Regions from separate parts of the Mus musculus genome. Here region 1 is linked to region 2. A link is a contact called in public HiChIP or PLAC-seq data. All regions are on one chromosome and are shown on one strand. Each heading gives the region's core, a stretch centred on a gene start, on an enhancer-like site or on the middle of the called end of the contact. The rest is flanking DNA. Distances are from core to core; before and after follow the strand shown. Region 1 has its middle 14 kb from the start of Gm40426. Region 2 holds the start of Foxa1 (forkhead box A1).

What was found. HiChIP or PLAC-seq counts read pairs in DNA pulled down with a chosen protein or histone mark.
Region 1: a contact with region 2 is called in an H3K4me3 HiChIP or PLAC-seq map of craniofacial prominence, with 3 times the contacts expected there. The contact joins the enhancer-like site here to the promoter of Foxa1 in region 2. A contact is called at or near these places in 6 of 39 promoter capture datasets (the HPC-7 cell line, cranial neural crest, embryonic stem cells and 3 more), 2 of 484 Hi-C or Micro-C datasets (embryonic stem cells and liver), 7 of 115 datasets of contacts at active chromatin or transcription factors (craniofacial prominence, embryonic stem cells, neural tube and 2 more) and 1 of 9 other capture datasets (pancreatic islet).

The regions. Positions count from the first base shown.
Region 1 is chr12:57,209,713-57,216,444 of GRCm38.p6, forward strand. No RefSeq gene overlaps it. Among named protein-coding and RNA genes, the nearest start is that of Gm40426, 14 kb to the right of the region's middle. Within about 2 kb of position 2,014, at least 172 of the 459 cell types and tissues checked have an H3K27ac peak or open chromatin away from gene starts, as enhancers often do. A contact at or near this core is called in craniofacial prominence, embryonic stem cells, liver and 2 more, where this site is marked.
Region 2 is chr12:57,540,658-57,547,440 of GRCm38.p6, forward strand. Foxa1 (forkhead box A1) reads right to left here and starts at 5,454. Exons shown (of 2, transcript NM_008259.4): 1 at 5,007-5,454; 2 at 1-2,703. The coding sequence starts at 5,078. The coding sequence ends at 1,369. It also overlaps a transcript of Ttc6 not described here.

The DNA of each region.
Region 1 (6,732 bases), core at 764-3,263, 330 kb before region 2:
TCAACTAATTCCTGCTGGCTTTGGGGTGACATGTCTCCAGGAAACCTAAGGAAATGGGTATGGGGATGTTGGTCCAGCCTTAGAAGAGTTGGCTGTTTCCTTTACTGCCCAGGGTCTATGGAACCGTCTGTGGATAGATCAGAAGGAAGAAGTCCACTAGAAGCATCTATGTCTGTGAGGGAAGGTTGGAGCATCTGTAGGTCACTTCTCTGGAGCTGTCTTTGATGTAGTAAGTGCTGGACTTCACAAGATGCTGATACGCACATACATATATCATAGGTAGAGAATAAGACTAAGTGCATTTAGGAGGAAGAATTTTTTTCTTAGATGTACATTTGAAACCCAGAGGAGTCCCATCCTCTGAAATAGGTAGTAAGGGAACTGTAGGCTATTGATTAGCAGATATACTTATCTGGATGGAGTCTATTTGGTCCATGAGAGGTAGGTCTGAGTGGGTTTCCTGTAGCTTATAAGTTTATAAAAGAGATAACAACATGACTGAATAACATGCACATTCTTTTTTTTTTAGATTTATTTTATTTATTATATGTAAGTACACTGTAGCTGTCCTCAGACACTCCAGAAGAGGGCATCAGATTTCGTTAGGGATGGTTGTGAGCCACCATGTGGTTGCTGGGATTTGAACTGGGGACCTTCGGAAGAGCGCTCTTAACCACTAAGCCATCTCACCAGCCCCAACATGCACATTCTTTAAGATGAGCCTTTTGTGGAACAGAAAGAAAAAGAATTTGTGATTATATCGTTGGATCATATAGTGGAATGTTTTGTTAGAGTTAGGCAAATTTATAAGAACTCGAATAATGTTAGGACAGTGACATAGCAAAAAATAGGAAATATGAAGCATTTAGTTGATGGAAACTGAGTTTGTGTAAGAAATAACAGATTACATCTGTGAAAGCTTACAGCTGAACTAGTCCCTAGAAACTGAGTTTAGGTGAAGAGTTAGGTCTGTTTTCTATCTGTCCAGCTACAGTTACCTTAGCTGTCAATGGAGTCATAAATCTGAGGAAGAATAAGTTATAATCTAGCAGTCATATATTATTTAAAAAGTGGCAGAGTGTACCTATAGTCCTAACAGTTCCCTATGGTCTCTATGGTCTCTATGGTCTCGATGGCAATGTGGGCGTAGTCAGTCTGGCTTTCAAGCCCAGAAGATGGAGGGCTTTTTTCTTTTTCCCGTGGAATGGACAAGTGTGAGAAATGGCTTACCTTGATTTAGACCATATATGTCATTTGACTCAGGGTATCCAGTTTTGTCCACTGTGTTTCTGATTGGTTATCATACCACAACCCAGGCAGCCTCTTGTAGTTGTGTCCATATCCTCTGAGACCTTGGGGGTAAGTTGTTAGGTCTTGGGAGATTCTGTCTGTCATAAACTTAAGTATATTAATAATTAGCAGACTTCTGACAAGATTGAGAGCTATATCAATTGGTCATATCTGAATAGAGCACACCATAATTTAATGGCAGTAGCAAAAATCATTATTTATCAAGACAGGATAGGAACGAAAATCTTAAGTAACTTTGACATGTGGTGTAAGTAAAGAAAAACACATTTTGCATTAGCAGAGAAATATTTGGCTTTGTAGTAGTAGAGAAACACTTGACTTAGAGTTGGTGTGGACCAGAGAGCTGACAGCAGTGGCATAAGATCATGGTGACAGAAAGTGAGCTTGTCCCAGTGGGTCCAGGCCTGTGACACAAAGTCAGTGGGCAGGCTGTGAGAAGAGGCTGCGGGCACAGGCATGTATCCTTGATGAACTGGATTGTAAAGAGAGCAGGCTGGACCGTGGAGACAGGTGCGCGAGTATGTGCTGTTGAGGCACCAGGCTCGAATACCCTGGCTGGCTGGTGGCATGGGACACCTGCACAGTCTGAAAAGCACAGATCGCTAGGAGGCAAAATAGGTCAGATGGCATTCAAGAGAGACTGGCTGTCTCTGCCTTCATTTCGAGACAGCGGTGTTGACAGCAGCAGCGGGCAGTTGTGCAGTGTGTTTACTTAGACCGAGCAGGGTGGGACTTCCTCCAAAGGCAGGAAGCAGCGACCCAGTGCTTGGGGTCGGGGAGCGGGGAGCGCCTGAAGTAGCATCCCATATCCTAGTAACTTGTGCACTATTCTTGTGGCCAGGGTATTCTTGTGGCCAATGGCAGGACTAGCCGCTCACTTCCCAAGAGAGAGGAGAGAAGAGAGACGGAGAGAGAGGAGAGAGAGAGAGAACTCACACGCCCTTGTGGGCGAGTGTGAACAAGTACAGGCGTGTGGCTTCTTGGACAGGGCGAAAACCGTTTTTCTCGCAGCTGAGGCAGGCAGCCAGGCAACAAAGACATCCAAAAGCAGCTACAATAGTGGTCAAAGAAGGCAGTGGCGACAGCAACAGGGGCAAATAGGGCAGGCAGGGCCAAAACTGTTTTTCCCGCGGCTGCGAGCCAAGCAGCCAGGCAGGGGTGGTGCCAGCCTTGGCGGGCAGAGCGCAGGAGTCCCACTCAAGAGAGAGTTCAAGTATAGGGGCACCAGATGGTCAGCATGGGAAAGCAACGTGGCAGAACGCAAGGGGCAGGGTCCTGTGATAGCAGGAGGGATGCAAACCTGCAGAGATTCGCATCATATGATGTGTTCATAATAAAATAAAATAAAATAAAATAAAATAAAATAAAATAAAATAAAAAGATTAAAGCGGGGGGGGGTATGTTCTTTTGTTTTGTTTTGTTTTGTTTTGTTTTGTTTTGTTTTGTTGTTTGTTTTTTTGATTTTCGAGACAGGATTTCTCTGTATAGCCCTGGCTGTCCTGGAACTCACTCTGTAGACCAGGCTGGCCTCAAACTCAGAAATCCGCCTGCCTCTGCCTCCCAAGTGCTGGGATTAAAGGCGTGCCCCTCCACCGCCTGGCTGGGGGGGATATGTTCTATGGAGGTGTAGTCAGGTGTAGGGGAAGGGGGTCCCTCGGTAGGCCCATGCTGAGGCATCCTTCTCCCTGAGGGACCACACACACAACAGTATAGTGTAGAATAGAGTTTATTCAGGGCATGGGGGGAGGGGGGAGTCAAGAGGGTAGTAGAGGCAGGGGTGGGGGAAAGGAGAAGGAGAAGGAGAAGGAGAAGAGAAGAGAAGAGAAGAGAAGAGAAGAGAAGAGAAGAGAAGAGAAGAGAAGAGAAAGAAGAGGCTGACCATGAGCACGTGGAGAGGGGGGGGAGGTTAATGGGAGGGGAGGGGGAGGGAGCAAGAAGGCAAGAGCAAGAGAGACAGAGAGGAGGGGGCAAGCAGTCCCTTTTATAGTGAGTCAGGCAGCGCTTAGACAAAATGCTAACAAAGAGAAGAAAAAGATGACCACTTAATGGGTACCTTATTTCTTTTTTGGTCTACCTGCCTGAATGATAGCAGAGCATTTCTAAAGGCAATGAAATTATTTGGGATTAAACGAGAGAATTATAATACAGAACACACAGACCACAGGGGTCTAAGAGTCAGTCCAGCGAGTCTGAGGTAAGAAGAAATCTGTAGAGGCAAAAGAGAGAAGTTCATAGTATTTGTTCTGAAACAGTTCCGCTACAGAGACAGCTTACTCTGCAAGCTATTGTGTGCATTAGGCCAGCTGTCCTTGACTCCTGTGGGAAACTTCAGAATGGAAAGTGTTCTGGAAATGTTGTTACAAGCTTATAAATAAAAGAACACTTCAGGGAATTTCTGTAACAATTTTTATCTTAGGTATGTGTACATGGGGTCCCTCATTTCCAACTAATGATTTAATTTGCTGTTTGATTATGGTTTGAAACAAGTGACTCATTTGATTCTGAGAACCTGCAGAGGGTTGGAGGAAATACTTGGAAGCTAGATAAAGATGGTGGCTCCACAACACTGTGAATGTGCTAAGTGGCAATGACTGTTCACTTTAAAATGGCTGTCTCAGCCAGGTGGTGGTGGCACACGCCTTTAATCCCAGCACTTGGGAGGCAGAGGCAGGTAGATTTCTGAGTTTGAAGCCAGCCTGGTCTACAAAGTGAGTTCCAGGACAGACAGGGCTACACAGAAAAACCCTGTCTCTCGAAAACAAAACAAAACACAAAAAAAAGAAAGAAAGAAAGAAAGAAAGAAAGAAAGAAAGAAAGAAAGAAAGAAAGAAAAGAAAAAAAGAAAGAAAAAAAAGAAAAAAAGAAAGAAAAAAAAGAAAGAAAGAAAGAAGAAAGGAAGGAAGGAAGGAAGGAAGGAAGGAAGGAAGGAAGGAAGGAAGGAAGGAAGGAAATGGCTGTCTCTTGTTATACCAAACCTCATATCATTGGTTTCTTATTTTTTCTTAGATGACCACCCTCCCCCATCAACACACCAGCCCATTTTAGAGCCTCAAATGATACTATCGATAAAACAAAAAACCTCCCCACTCCCTTCTATATGATATATAAGCTTTTCTGGATAACTTGTTTTAGATAGTGACTTCCACTCCCCACTCTATCTAGACTAAGTGAGTCACAAGCTGGAGGCAGGATGCACTAGGTAGACAGGTAGGTAGGAAGGTAGGCAGACATACACACACACACACACACACACACACACACACACACACACACATATATATATATACTATATATATATATATATATATATATATATATATATATATATGAACTATTACATGTCACATTCTGGCCCCATATGTCCCTTGGCCTCTCTTTCTTCTTCTACCACCACCAGTCACACTCTTCCTCCCTATCACTTTTGTGTCTTTCTGTGTTTTGTTTTTGCCTTGTGACTCAATGGCTTTAACCAGGGCCACTTGGGTGGGGACAGGCGTGAAGCTGTTCACTAGAACTTGAGTAACTAACCAGCGGTTATGTCACTGGGTGTGACCCATGAGCCCTTTCCCCATCTATGACTGAATGTTTACTGGCTCATTCTAGTGTCCTATGCGGGCAACCCCAGTAATCAAGAACTAGTGAGCGCCATGACCAGGTAATGTGCATTAGACAGTTGTCTCAGTTAGGGTTTTATTGCCACAGCAACTCTTATAAGGGAAAACAGTTAAATGGGGCCAGCTTAGATAGTCCAAAGGGTTAGTTCATTATTGTCATGGCAGGAAAACATGGGACATAGGGCCAGACATGGTGCTGGAGAAGGTGCTGAGAGTTCTACCTCTTGACCTGTAGGTAGCAGAAAGAGAAGACCACAATAGGTGTGTCTTAATCATGGTTTCTATTCCTGCATAAACATCATGACCAAGAAGCAGTTGGAGAGGAAAGGGTTTATTCTGCTTACACTTCTATACTGCTGTTCATCACCAAGGAAGTCAAGCAGGTCAGGAAGCTGGAGCTGATGCAGAGGCCATGGAGGGATGTTCTTTACTGGCTGGCTTCCCCTGGCTTGCTCAGCCTGCTCTCTTATAGAACCCAAGCCTATCATCCCAGAGATGGTCCCACCCACAAGGGGCCTTTCCCCCTTGATCACTAATTGAGAAAATGCCCCACAGATGGATCTCATGGAGGCATTTCCTCAACTGAAGCTCCTTTCTCTGTGATAACTCCAGCCTGTGTCAAGTTGACACACAAAACCAGCCAGTACAAGGTGTAATTTGGTTTTTTGGTTTTTTGGTTTTTCGAGACAAGGTTTCTCTGTGTAGCCCTGGCTGTCCTGGAACTCACTTTGTAAACCAGGCTGGCCTCGAACTCAGAAATCTGCCTGCCTCTGCCTCCCGAGTGCTGGGATTAAAGGCGTGCACCACCATGCCCTGCACAAGGTGTAATCTGAGCATGTGAGATCTTAAAGCCTGCCCCAGTGATAACACTCCCTTCAACAAGGCCACACCTCCTTATAGTGCCACTCCCTGTGGACATATGGGACAGCTTTTATTCAAACCACTGCAGCAGTATTTTATGTCCTCTTCTCTATCATTCAACTCTCTTCATTCAACATCCTTCCCACTTCCTCTTCTCTGATATTCTCTGAGCCTTAAAGGGGGTGATATCGGTATCCCACTTAATGCCAAACACTCAATAACCACTTGTTCTCCGCACCTTGAGCAGGCATGAGTCTCTGTATTAACTGCCATTCACTGCAGAGAGAAGGTTCTTGGATCAAAACTGAGTGAAGCACTAGTATTTGGGTAAATATTTGGGAGAGAGTTTGACATGTCAAAACAAAAGAGGTAGCTTTACCCCTAGTTCATATCACTTCTTCAGCCTCAGGCCTTTGAACAGGTTCAAAGTGCTGGGCACAAGTATCCCCACCACCACCACTAGAGTGGGCCTCAGATCCAATAAAGTCTGTTGGTTATTGTGGTAGTTTGAATGAAAAATGTTCTCCACAGTCTCAGCCATTTGTACACTTGCTACTCATCTGGTGTTTTCTTAGGTTTAGGCGATGCAGTCTTTTTGGAGAAAGTATATTACCAGGGACAGAATTTGAAATTTAAAAGGTGGGTTTTTTCCCCCTAGTTTTCAGACTCTGCTTCATGCTTATATCCTATATATACCTGTCATGCTGCTTACTGTCATGGCTCTGCACTGTTATCACGGGCTTTTATCCCTCTAGAATCATATGCCCAAATAAACTTTTTATTATATAAGTGACCTTGGTAATGGCATTTCAACAGAAAAATAGTACAATTATCCCCGAAACAGTCATGTTACTATTTTACCAGTAAGCACCTCTTGCCTGGCAAGTTGGCATTGTAGCATGCAAGGTTTAAAGCTTGAGAAATGGTTGCTGACTTTTCTCCTCCA
Region 2 (6,783 bases), core at 4,204-6,703:
ATTCCTTAACTGCAAATGATCAGGAACATAATCCACAGATTAAACTCTTGTATTATTTTTGTTATTGAAATCAAAATATCTTAATTACAAATCACATCGATAAAAATTAACATCTTAATTTGTCAATTTAACCATCACTTAAAGCAATTTCGGCTGTAAAGAAAAGGAGTAAACCATGCAATAAATTAACATTGAGAAGGCAAAGAGGAATAATAATGAAACCCGTTTGTCTAAAACTAACACCACGTCCAACTGTGGAAAGTGCATTAACACTGGATGAGCCAAGAATAGGATGGCAAGAACTAAAATGGCCACAATTGGGATTTTGGAATTCGGGACCAAATTTTGAAATGCATTTCTTATAACTTCTCTCTCAATAGTATGATACTTCCTTTTTTCCCCCTGGAGTGGGGGTGGGGGAATCCTTTAAACGGTATACATACACAAAAGCTAATTTTATACATGTGACCTCAGCATGACATGACCATGATGGCTCTCTGAAAAGCAAGAGCAGAATTAGGGAGGAAGGCAGTTCCTGAAGAACTGGATTTCCAGCGTAGGTGGGTAGAGAGGACAAGTGTGGAGAGGCATCCTTGTAACTTGGCCAGTCAGGCAATTTTTGAAAATGTCTATCACCTAGCTATTACCTCTACGTGTTATGCAAAGTTGAACGAGGTCTTCATATCTGGGCATGATATTAAGTCCATAGACATGTATATTCATTTCACTTAAGGACGTCCGAGATCTGAATGCATCCAGAATGTAAGGTGAAAGCAAAGGGCTCCAATGTGCATAACCGGTTTATACCTTCCTGCATAAAGGCAGCACTGCCTTTCAATACTCTCAAGAGCCCCTACTGTCTACTTGGTTTCTTTACCACTTCCATCTTTACTGAGTTAAGAGTATTGCCACAGACCTGTAAACTCGTGTGGTGGGCCTAACAACAACAACAACAACAAAAAGAGCACGAACAAATATTTTACAAACTTGACCATCTTCTTTTTAAATAAGCCCTGCAGGAACTAGAATGTGTCCGCAGGGGAAGGAGTGAAAGGGAGAAAGGGGAGGAAGATTTTCTATATATACATTTGTGGATCATTAAATGTTGCCAGAAAAAAAAAAGTGTTGGTATGGAGTCGGTAGTATTTGTGGTAATACACACAATGAGTGTTGAATACAATAATAAAGTAACAGTCCTTTGAACTGGGGAAAATTGTGCGTGAAAAATAAAACTATTTGGAATTTTATTATGTGGTTGGTTTGGTGTGTGTGTGTCTGTGTGTGTGTGTGTGGTTTTGTTTGTTTGCTGTTGGTTTTTCTCTCCTGCTACCAGGTTGGCCATGCAGACAAAACCCTCAGTTCTGGGAGCTAGGAAGTATTTAGCACGGGTCTGGAATACACACCTTGGTAGTAGGCTGGCTCCAGGGCTGAGGGCTCGATGGGGCTCCTCGTGGCCACTGAGGCGCTGCCAAGGGGCAGACTGGCGGGCAAGGTAGCGCCATAAGGAGAGTACTGCAGCGCCTGCTCGTATGCCTTGAAGTCCAGCTTGTGCTGTTGCTCGGAGGAGGACATGAGGTTGTTGATGGAGAAGGGGTGATTAAAGGAGTAGTGGGGATCCCCTTTCAGATGCAGCTGAGATTCGTGGGGTGCCAGGCCGTGAGCCGGGTGAGAGGGGGGTACAGATGCTAGCGCCCCTGGCCCGGAGCTTATGGGGGGCGCAGATGAAGACGCTGGAGACTTCAACTCCGAAGCGCCCCCTGTCGCCGTGGCCCCGCTGTGGTCCAGAGTCTGGGGGCTGGCGGCGGGCCCTGGGGCCGGCGCGCCCTCTAGCTGGCTAGCCTTTCCGTGCACACCCCGGTGAAGGGGTGACTCGGCGCTGGGGTTCCCCGGGCCTGAGGGGTCCTTGCGACTTTCTGGGCCCCCTTTGGAGCCGCCGCCCCCACTCCCACCTCCGGCCCCCGGCTGCTTCTCACACTTGAAGCGCTTTTGGCGGCGCAAGTAGCAGCCGTTCTCGAACATGTTGCCGGAGTCCGGGTGCAGCGTCCAGTAGGAGCCCTTGCCTGGCTTGTCCGGGGATCGTGCCACCTTGACGAAACAATCGTTGAAGGACAGCGAGTGGCGGATGGAGTTCTGCCAGCGCTGCTGGTTCTGGCGGTAATAGGGGAAGAGGTCCATGATCCACTGGTAGATCTCGCTCAGCGTGAGCATCTTGCTGGGCGCCTGCTGGATGGCCATCGTGATGAGCGAGATGTAGGAGTAAGGCGGCTTGGCGTGAGGGTAGCTGCGCTTGAATGTCTTGGCGTCGCCGCCGCCCCCCGCGCGGCTGCGGCCCAGGTTGGACGGCGCGTACGCCATGGGACTCATGCACGGGTTCATGGCGGCGGCGTAGGGACCCAGGCCGTTCATGGAGGTGGCGGGCTGCGCGCCCATGGAGCCCATGCCTCCCGGGCTCAGCGCCGTACCCATGGCCGTGACGCCCGCCGCAGTCATGCTGTTCATGGCGCCTGCAGAGGCCCCTGGCATGCCAGCCACAGCACCGGGACTCAGGCCGGCCCCTAAGCCCGTGTTGGCGTAGGACATGTTGAAGGAAGCCGGGGTCATGTTGCCGCTCGTGGTCATGGTGTTCATGGTCATGTAGGTGTTCATGGAGTTCATAGAGCCCAGGCCGGAGTTCATGTTGCTGACAGGGACAGAGGAGTAGGCCTGGAGCGGAGACAGCGAGGGAAGAGGCCCCGAAGGGCGGGGTTAGTAGTGTGCCCCAGAGTTTGGCTGGCCCAGGGTGAGCCCGGGGCGAGCTAACAGCATTTCTGCAAAGCTCCGGAACTCCCCAGCCAGGGCAAACTGTTAGGCGCCTTTTCCTGACCACGCAAAGATGGCTTACATAGCGGGGGCGTGGGGGAGAATCCTAGCGCTGCAAGCAGGAAAGATTAATGCTCACAGAAAATATGTCCCCGGGAAGATGCATAATCGCCTTACAAGCCTGGATCAGGGGCTGGCTTTTAAGGTCCCTTCATTTCATCCACGGCAGGCTAGATCCAAGGATCCAATCCCAGACCAGCCTAGACAACTTGCCTTTTGGCCCGGTCAATTTTGAAATTCCGAAAATAGAATTTATGTCGGAGCCCCTGCTTCTTCACTTCACCCACACAGGCCTGCTTGAGTGATCAACCGGGTACCAGCTAGACACCCACCCTGTGGAGGGCTGGCAGGCACCGCTGATCGCACATCGGGATGCATCGTGCTGGCTGCTGTTAAACTCTCACCCATATTGGCCTATTTGTCAATATGACCCTCCCTCCGTCCCAATTACTCATCTCCCAGCAACTGGCTTTGTCTTAAGAGTTGGTGCCAAAGATGACTTTCTGTTATTATATTTAGAAATGTTTTCCACCTACTTGTAACAATGATAGTATTTTAAAAAAGAAGCAAACTTATCAGTTAAATAAAGTTCTGGGAAAAAAAATAAAATGAAAAAAAAAAAAAAGCTGCACACCAGAACAACGCGGTGCATACAATTAACTTTAGCGTGACTTTGCATGTATAGCTCTTCACGCTATACAAAACCTCGCGTTAATTCTGTTACCTGTTTGTAGTCCTCTGGCAATTGAAAACTTTGGTAACACAATTCACACACACACACACACACACACACACACACACACACACACACACACACACACCCTGTAACCGATAGTTGCTGCTGCTCACACCAAAGCCTAGGCTTTAGAGCTATAGTTCGGACCAACTTAAAATTCCCAAGTGAAACTCTACTTGCTTTCTCTTAATGCTATTCTGCTTCCTAATTCTCAGCTTTGAGATGTAAGAAAGCTCTTTCTATGGGGGTCTTCTCTGGTGGGCCGAGGTGATTGCATCAAAATTAAACTCCTGAAAGTGGTCTGAGCGCCTACTAAAAGTTATCGGTAAGCGAAATCTCCATCCGTAGCAGTCGAGATAATAACTAGGTGGCTAAAAAACAAGAGTCCTGACGTATAACTGCTTATTTGGTAATCTAACAGAAAATATTGACGTCCTTAAATTTATGTTCATCAGCAAATGTAACTCCATGTGAAACTATAAGAGATGAATAGATTTCAAAAAGAAGACTCAAAAAAGAGATGGTTCCCAAAGAAACACAGAAACGAATAAATAAATCGCCGCGAAGGTCTTTTCGGACTCTGTACTTTTCTGTACAGATCTTAAAGTACTTTGGGATTTATTTCTAGTCCTCTCTCCAAGATCGCACGAGGCTTTCTCGGTAAGCGCTTTCGATAACGGTAATTACACTTTTGAAGGTAATCGGCAGCTGTTTCTAGAAAATACTTTCAATAGGTAGTGGCCCTGCCTGTACCTGATTCTCCTCGCAATGCTTTTGTGCACAATGTAAAATAAACCCAGTGAACATGCCACCAAGGGGACAATGAAGAGAAACAGGTTCTTGGCCCCGAGTTCTGGAAAAAGATTCTGTTCGCACTAGCGCCACCCAGCGGTCCTAGAGACGAACGAATAGACACTTTTCTACAAATGGCTTTTGAAGAATTAAGTTTTATAAAATTTAGAAATCATTCTTTACGAAAAACTCCAACTTCTGCAACAGATCATTTTTATCCAAAGACGTCGGCTAATTACATGGTGTGACCGAGAGGCCTCCCGGTAAGCGAGCACCGACTCTCTCAGTTATTCTTTACTCAAGCCAGAGCCCGCCTGCCCGCCCGCGGCTCCCGGGGCTGGGCTCCAGCCCCGGCTCTCTAGCGGGCAAAGACAAGTGCTTCCCTTCCGGAGCCCGTGTTTTCAAAGCCCAGAGTTTCCCAAAACTCTCCGCTGGTTGCAAGCGCCAGGACCCAGCGGGCAGCGGGCTGATCGAGAGGTCGGGTGGGGGCCACACTGGAAGCCGCGCCTCGGGCGAGCCGCCCCCACCCCGCCCGCCCCAGTCCGGGCAGGAGCCCACCTCGCCTGAGTCTCCCCGGACACCGACTCTGGGGACGCCCCACCGCCTCCCCGCCTCTCACCTCCTGCGTGTCCGCGTAGTAGCTGTTCCAGTCGTTGCTCTCATGCCCTTCCATCTTCACAGTCCCTAACATCCTGGAGCCAGCCCGGCCGACACAACCATCCAACCCTGTGCGGAGCGACGGGCGGGTGCGCTGCTCGGGGCGGGGGAGGGGCGCGGAGCCGCTGCGGTCACCGGAGCGCTCGAGGGCCCAGCGCCACCCGGGCGAGGAGGAAGCCCGGCGCTGCGGGGCGCGGCGTGCGCGGCGGCGGCGGCGCGGCGCGGCGGGAGGGGGCAGCGCCGGGGACAGGAGGCGGCCGCGGAGCGCGGCGCCCGGCAGCGCCTCCGCGGGAAGTGAGCGGGCGGCCTGTGCGAAGCGAGTGCAGTTGAGCTGATGTGGATCTTACGTCGCCGGAGTGCCCACCTCCTCGTCCTCTCCCCATTTGTCCGCCGCACAAAGACGCTCGCACCTACAAAGCCCGAGGTGCACCTGTGAGGCGGCCGCCCGCCAGTCCAGCCGCCGCGCCTCCCGCCCCGCCGCGCCAGCGCCGCGCGCCCCCCGCGCCCCTCCCGCCATCCCCTCCCCCAAACCTGGCCCTCACTTTGTTTACAAAGCAGTATAATTGGTTTAAGCCTCGCGGCTAGGGAAAGAGGAAAATAGGGCGGGTGTGTGTGTGACCCCCTTTGGAAAAGGAAAAAAAGAGAAAGAAAAGAAAAGGAAAAAAAAGAAGAAAAGGAAAAATAGGCGGTGCCTTGGAGGACAGGCCAGGGCTCTGGACCCAAAGAGCTGTGCTGCGGGAGAAGGACCTGGGTGGTGGCATCAGAGCTACAGCGCAAGGATCGTGCTCGCTGAATGACCCCGAGTTCCCTCCTAGAGGTGCTCACCACCCCCTGGACCTTACTACGACTCCGCTCTTGGTCCACTTGGCTCCTTTGCTCCCCTCATCCTGATTCTTGACCCAAAGTTCAACCCTGGAAGACTACCCCTACTTCCCGGCCTTCGGGGCTTGGAGAGGGGAAAAGCCCCACTTTTGCCTCGTCACTAGAAACCCAGTCATCTGAGTCAGCCGAGCAAAGTGACGTTAGGCCGACCTGGGCTCCTGGCGAGCAGAACGGAGGCGCTGCCACGAAACTCGTACCTGCGGCTAAGAGCAGGTGAGTCACAGCACCGTTTTATATTTTTATGACATAACTTTTTTTTTCCGCCTCAGTCCACTCCACTCCCCTTGTCAACTGCAGCGATCAGAAAGAGGAAGAAACTGCGCGCAGATGTTTGTGTGATAAGGCAGGCGGATCCTAGTCAAGCCTGCCTCTCTGCCGGGCTCCTCCTCCTCCTCCTCCCCCCCTTCTACAGCCTCTGGGACCAAGCTAGAGGCGACCGTCTGGTTTCTGATAGAGAAAGGTCAGGGGGAGGGGACATCTTCCTAAACACCGGCATAAACTGGGAGTGTATGGGCCTGGGTGCTGGAACGCATCTGCCACGCTAAATGAGGTGCCAGCCTGAAGCTGGAGTCAGCCCACAGAGGTGCCTGGTCGTCTCTGAGCTGGAAGAGCAGGGCTAGGCTATCAGACTCTCAAAAGGTCCTGGGTAGATGGGGAAAATTCTCCCCCACTCAAAGTCTCTCGCTTTCTTCCAGTTCTTCATAGTTAGTGGCTTGCCCTCGTATCCAGCGGAAAGAGACTAACCAAAGAGATTAGGCTAGACAGAGTGTGTGATAGGTTTGGAGAAGGTGCTTACCCCCCCCCCCATTGACTGCAAGTGTTCGTGAAAATGTATACTACCTCGTGCATTTCGAAGT